Regions from separate parts of the Mus musculus genome. Here region 2 is linked to region 1. Evidence: chromatin contacts called from public Hi-C data. All regions are on one chromosome and are shown on one strand. The core of a region is the stretch at or near the end of the contact, and the rest is flanking DNA. Distances in the headings are between cores, read along the strand shown. Region 1 has its middle 20 kb from the start of Lap3. Region 2 overlaps Slit2 (slit guidance ligand 2).

Evidence for each region. A called contact is a pair of places that touch in the nucleus more often than the background predicts.
Region 2: a Hi-C map of the N1E-115 cell line shows a contact between it and region 1, with 4 times the contacts expected there. The contact joins two enhancer-like sites. A contact is called at or near these places in 2 of 39 promoter capture datasets (cranial neural crest and embryonic stem cells), 4 of 484 Hi-C or Micro-C datasets (the N1E-115 cell line, cerebral cortex and cortical neurons) and 1 of 115 datasets of contacts at active chromatin or transcription factors (astrocytes).

Annotation. Positions count from the first base shown.
Region 1 is chr5:45,471,979-45,475,444 of GRCm38.p6, forward strand. No RefSeq gene overlaps it. Among named protein-coding and RNA genes, the nearest start is that of Lap3, 20 kb to the right of the region's middle. Within about 2 kb of position 1,498, at least 45 of the 459 cell types and tissues checked have an H3K27ac peak or open chromatin away from gene starts, as enhancers often do. A contact at or near this core is called in the N1E-115 cell line, where this site is marked.
Region 2 is chr5:48,232,780-48,236,245 of GRCm38.p6, forward strand. Slit2 (slit guidance ligand 2) reads left to right here. Exons shown (of 36, transcript NM_178804.5): 18 at 2,559-2,702. Among named protein-coding and RNA genes, the nearest start is that of Mir218-1, 11 kb to the left of the region's middle. Within about 2 kb of position 1,847, at least 4 of the 459 cell types and tissues checked have an H3K27ac peak or open chromatin away from gene starts, as enhancers often do. A contact at or near this core is called in the N1E-115 cell line, where this site is marked.

The DNA.
Region 1 (3,466 bases), core at 248-2,747:
TGAGCACAATATCCACTGGAGCCATGGCCTCAACCCTGGGGTTGTGTTTTTTTTTTAATATTTTCTCCTGATGCAGGGACCAGGTTACACCTAGGCTGTGCAGTTCTCTCCTTTCCTTTACACACAAAAGCCCTTGGGTCATTGTTAATGACCTTGATATTTTTTAATAATACAGATCTGCTTAATAGGGTCTTCCTCGGTTTAGAGTTCCTGCTCTTCCCCTTCAGACTCGGACTGCATCCTTGGCACAGACGTCTGCAAAATGACTTGTGCCCATCCTACAAAAGACCCACAGAACCCTCGCCTCCAGCGCGTCGTGGTGCTGACATTCACTGAGTGGCACAGCCACATTTCTTCAGTGTACTACCTTTCTCATGATAGTCAGTATTAAGTGTATGCAGAGGACTCTAGGTCAGCACTCAGGTGCCATGTTGGGAACTTCCCCACCACCTGCAATTCCAGTTCCAGGAAATCCAACATCTTCTGGACTCTGAAGGCAACTCTACTTAGATTCATACACCCCATAGGGATCACATGCAAAGATATAATTAGAAACTACACAAAATGAAAGGGACAACTTGGTCACTTCCAGAATCATAGTCATCACCCCCAAATAAAAACCCTCATATCCTTTCTCTCTCATTGTCTAGCCGTCTCTATAGATCTGAGGATTCTTGGCATTCCAGGGAAATACAAAATTAAGAGTACGCCCTTTATGGTTATAGTTTTCCATTCAGCCAAATGCTTTGAAGGCTCATCCATTGGCGTAGTACTGTATACCTCAACCTTTTGATTTATGTAGATAAGCTGTGACAGTATTCCACATCTATAGGTCCACCAAGAACTTATTTTTAGTCTCTTCACATGAAAGAAGACATCAAATCTACTTCTCACTTGTATGTAGTTTTCATCCTTAAATTTCTTTAATGGCTAAATTTGGTATCAAGTCCCATGACATCATCCCCCTGTAGTGGAAATTTCCAGGCGTCTCACATCAGGCAATGCCATCAGTTCCTGTGATCTCTTGTTCTGGCCATTGCTAAAGAGGAATCGGTTTACAGAATCTGAGCCAAAGCGTGACTCATGACCATGCCCCGTTTATGATCTGATTGTTACTTCTCACAGCTGAATGGGGGTTTATCCCTTGGGAACTGAGACCCATTGCAAGGGCTGACAAGGCAGTCAGCACCCTCATCTTGGCTTCTCCCCCAGAAGAGGTAGGTATCATAGTCATTGTTCCTCACAAAGGGTTCATGTGACAAAATGCAAAGTAAACAAGCTTTCCCCCAGCAGAAGTGACATCCTGGCTCATTATCACTCCATCCGCTCCTTCTTGCGCCTGGGGATCTCAAACAGATGTGAGTTCGTTTTTTTTACTTCTTGCTGGGGGAACATTTTGAATATAATTAGAAGCAGAGAGACTGCAACAATGTAGTCTGTATGCCAATTAGCTTGTTTGCAGACCATTAGCTTGATCTGCTCTTGCTACAGCCAAACCTTGAACCCTGTACCCTATTCTCCCTGTCCTTTAGCAAGACGGTCTTAATGTAATACCATCAGGTGTGTGTTGTGTTGAACCTATTCTGTTCTCTCCTAAATCCAACTATTTTAGATTTATTCTCCATATCTTGGGAGCACTACACTATCCCTTGAGTGCTGCTGGGTCCTGAGGATACAAAGATGAATATGACATTGTTTGGAGGCAGAAGCACAAATAATTCATTGGCTCATAGCAAAAGGTTGGGCACTGGACCAACCCCACCCTGGCACAGCCTTGCTCCACCAGTGGTAGGTTTAAAAATGAAATAATTAGCACTAACCATGTGCCAGGGCAAGAGAGAGAGTTTCCAGAGAAATTGCCGGTATGAAAAAATGCTTGGCTGATTTTATTTTTAAAGTTAGAAAGGATGGGCACAGTTATTGCAGTGAAGTTGAAACTGGCTAAACATGAGAAAACACGGCCACCCCTTGGAATTTGATCAGCTGGACAGAGCATAACAAACCTCCCCTAAGTAATGCCTGACACCAGCTTGATTGGGGAAGGAAAAGGGTAGGGAAGGAGAGTTCTGAGTTCAGTTCTCTTCTCGGGTAACTGCACATCAGGGTAACAATCAAAGCTACCTACTAGGACAGTAAGTAACACAATCACATGCATATCTTTCTTTAAGGTTACTTTGCAGCAAATCAGAATTAATTTGTTTCATGAGTTGAGATGGTGAGTCAGAAAGAAATTAGATGGGTCACGACGACCTTTGACTGCCGCAGATACTATTGATTCGGTTGTTAAGTAGCTGCAAAATGGTTTTGGCACTATGATACAGCATCACAAATATATATCACTAATTCAAAACAATTCATAAGAAATTCAAGTCCTAAACACATGTGGAACTCAAGTACCAGAGCCATCTTCACCACTAGGGGGAAGCAAACTATCGCCTATCAATTTATTATCCTTGGTTCCTCGGTTGCAGGATGGTTGACATTGAATCATATTTCTAACATGCTAACTTCCACTTTCCAGTCTCAACTGAATAAGAAAAACCATTTTCACACTTTATTCACTATTTCTATGTATAGTAGGGGGTCATTTCTCAGGGTGTTGCAGGACCATGGGATCAGAAAAAGGACTGTAGAGATCTGACATCTTATTCGTCATCAGTACGTAACAAAAGTCTTTCTGATCTTCTGCAGCAACAGAGGGACCTAAAATGACAATCCATCAGGCATAATGACAAATGACAGGGCTCAATATTTTGCCTATAAATGCCCACCTTTTGGGGGAGTTCCTGTCATTCTAATAATACAAAACTGATAAAATGCAAAATTAAAAGAAAAAAATATAGATTAAAGCACTGCTTGCATTTTTATTTATTTTCTTAAATTCTCGGTTTCCTAAACTACTATGATGCGTCAATATGTTTCATCATTTGGGGAGAGTAAGGAAATCAATACGGAAGCACAAGAACTTATTCCAGTAGCAAAGTTCAAAGTGCCCTGGTTAAAGTTCAGAATTATCTATCAGGAGTATTTTGTTTATAAGACCCAAACACTAGGCCCTGTTCATGTTGGCCAAATTCTGAACCACCACTAAGCTACATCCAGTCCCAGAAAAATGCTTTTGAAAATTAACTATAGTTCATTGAGAGATCCTGTCTCGGGAAGGGAAGGGAAGGGGAGGGGAGGGGAGGGGAGGGGAGGGAGAGGGGAGGGGAGAGGGAGGGGAGGGGAGGGGAGGGGAGGGGAGGGGAGGGGAGGGAAGGGAAGGGAAGGGAAGGGAAGGGGTTGAAAGAGGAAGGCACTGGTCTCTGAACATTTGACTGTATTCAAAATACTGCATGCACACACACACACACACACACACACACACACACACGGAGAGAGACAGAGGCAGACAGACAGACAGACATGCACACGGTGGGAGGGGGGGAAGAAATGGGCAAAGGAGGAAAACAGCAAAGAAATGCAA
Region 2 (3,466 bases), core at 597-3,096, 2.8 Mb after region 1:
AACCTAACAATCCAGCAAGGTCACATGTCAATCGCAGACCTCTCTCAGGGACTAGTTTTGAATCACTCTAAAATGTTATACGAACAGTTTCTGAGCATGTCTGTGGGGGATATATTGAAAGTGTATTGAAAGATAACTAAGAAAATACGCCTGCTTCTTTATTTCCTTTGGCTGTCCAAGATTACTCAACAAATGAGAGCACTTCCCTTCTTCCACAGATGTTGAGGGTCTTTTCGTTGGTAATAGAAATACTATGAAGAAGGTAAGGGGAACCGGTTAGAAATTTATCCATATCAGCCCATCTGTGCTGCCACAGCACGATACCACAGACTGAACACTGCACACACATCTCTCATGTTTCTGGATATAGATATTCACCATGAAATTCAAGTTTTTTTTCAGTCCATCTTCTAAGCTACAGGCTTTGTTCTTGCCTAGTTTACTGCTGTAGATGCACATGGCCTTCAGTCTGCATTCTTATGTAGAGATAAGCAGAGAAAGTGAGATGTATGCGGTCTTCAGGGTGTCTTTCTCTTTATATAAAAGTTTAGAAAATGATATAGGCTCTCTCCAAAGGCAGTCAAATTAGGTGATAAGAGCTTCAATGTGTGAATTAGGGGAGTCATAATTCAGTCTGTAGTATCACCCTGGACAGCATATCAAAGTATTTATTTTGAGTAGATACAAAAACAGAATACTGCCTAAAAGTTCTCTGAAATCAGCTTTCTCCATTTTCTCTCTACGGATGCATTTCTCCTGTTTATGTTGTACCCGCACTCTTTCTCCTCAGTTCAGTTGTTCCAAGAAATATAGAGCAATTGAGAGTCAAACTTGTGGTTTCCATCTACGAGAGTAGAAGTGTCTAGATCTATCCTTCTACACAGTCTCTGAGGTTTGGTATTCTGAACATTTGAATTCCTCAGCAATAATAGGATAGTTAGCAATACATGTGCATAGTTCAACAAGTTATGAAATGTCCTGAGACATCAGACATCAGGCAAAGCTGGCTCTATTCATGTGCTGGAATTTTTTTCAAAAGAGAAGTTTTTTTCAATTCCCTCAAGGGTCTCAGAACTCCAGTAAGATAAAGCCCACTTATCTCCGTTATTCGTGACAAAGGAAATTGCTGATAAGGACATGTGCATTTGTTTCTGACTATCCAGTGATGCCTGGATAGGAGGGCACCATCTTTCTTCTTATCTATGGCTAAGAAGAAATAGAATATTTTTATTTTTTGTTTATTACTGAACATATTGTTTTAAAGCAACAACATTTTCATCATCTGTCTTAGAGTTTGTTTGCTGTGATATCATTCCATGACCAAGAAAAAAAATGGAAGGGAAAGGATTTACTTACTCATATACTTTGAGGTCATGGTTCCTTATCGAAGGAACTGTGTATGTGTTTGCATGAACTCAAGGCAGGTGTCTGGAAGCAGGAATGGATGCAGAGGTCCTAAATGAGTGCTGATTGCTTGGCTTGCTTTTCATGAATTGTTCAGTCTACCAATCAAATCCATGGGTGGTACATGCCCACAGATTTCAGCCTTCCCATACCAATGGCCAATCAAAAAGAATGTAAAATAGGATTGTGCACAGACCAATATTCTAGGGTTATATTCTCAACTGAGGTCTTCTTTTTCCTAACGACTATAGCTTGTGTCAAGTTGACATAAAACTAGCCAGCATAATGTTTCTCTTTTTATATTTGCCTCCTTCTTCTGGTGGAGTGATTACCCTGAGTGTGGAAAGATCAATAAATTAATTTTTCATGAGTTCTGAATAATAGGTAATGCAACTACAGATTTGTAAATGAGGGTTTCTTCCTTCTTGAAAACCACCCGATAAACAGCTCAGAGAGGAAGGAACTGGGAACTAAGCCAGTGCTTTAGCAGCAGCAAGGAAATGACAACACTGTTAATCCTGTTAATGACAATGTCAAAAGTAGAGTTTATTCAAGGCCAACCTATTTAACCTTTGTTGTATATTGCATTTATTCCTTTGGGGAGTTCTGAACTTGAAACTATGGACAGATTTTTTCATAAATAAAACAATCGGATGCAGGCTTGGTGGATGCTCAGTCACGCTTGACTCCCTCTGTTCTTGTCAGACAGTGAGTCACTAAGTCCCTGAAATGCCCTCAGTTCTCCGTCTGCATTGCCTATTGATTCTTCCCTCCCTCCTTCTCTTCCATCTCAAATGTCATACTCTTCTGAATACACAAATCGCTGGGCTCCAAGGACTCTGAGTAGGTGACTTAGGACATGATGTGATCAGGCAAACATAATTATATCATCAAAAGAAAACATGTTATCCTCATCATAGGACTGCAAATCCACATGGTGACATGTCTTCTGCGGCTTAATAAAGGCACTGGTGATTCTATGCATTCTATTCAGCCAGGATGGCTTCCAGAATATAGCCACCCCTAGGGGGAAAGACGTTCAAAATAGTAACAAATGCTACATATTTGATAAAGGCATGATTTTTGATTCTCAGAGAGGCAAAATTGAATGTCTGATATTTCATCTCCAAACAATGTCTTTTTCCTTCCCCCAGGATGCTGAGAAGTAATCGAATAAGCTGTGTTGGGAACGACAGTTTCATAGGACTCGGCTCTGTGCGTCTGCTCTCTTTATATGACAATCAAATTACCACAGTGGCACCAGGAGCATTTGATTCTCTCCATTCATTATCCACTCTGTAAGCAGAAAAGCATTGCCTTCATCCAGTGGCTCTCCATCTTCCCAGTGCCATGACATAGTTATACTGCTCTTCACGTTGTAGTGACTCCCAGGCATAAAATTATGTTCGATGCTACTTCACAATGTAATTTCACTACTGAAGTGAATCATAATGTAAATATTTATGTTTATGTAAATATTATGTTAATACCATAAACATTATGGTACTAGGTGACCCCTGTGAAAGGGTCCTTGGACCCCTAAAAGGGGATATGATCCACAGGTTGAAAACTGCTGCTTTTATCTATGGCTTGCAATAGTGTATTATATTTCTTACCCTTAATTTTTAATTAATTGCTAAACATTCTATAACACTTAACCTTGTATTTAGGCATTTGTAAAAGGACAACCTTATCTTAGCCTTGCTTTAATTTTTCTAAAATTACTATGATGTTTATTACATAAAATTTGATATAGTATTTTTCAGCTAGTTGTTTTTATAATAATGGAGTTAATGATGTAGCTTAAATTTAGAATTATAAATTATTCTAACTTGAACAAGCAAATGTCCCAGATGTCCTCTCATATTCTAAACAATAAACATTTTAACATAAGTATTATAAAAACAGAATTGATAGATTTATTACCAACCATCTATACTCTAAAAGAATCATTCTTGGTGACAAGAGAATATAAAGATGAACAGATTGAAAGTAAAAGCTATTTACCAGAGGCCAATTACTATGACTTTGAAAAATTTGGACAGAATGAGTTGAGCCTATT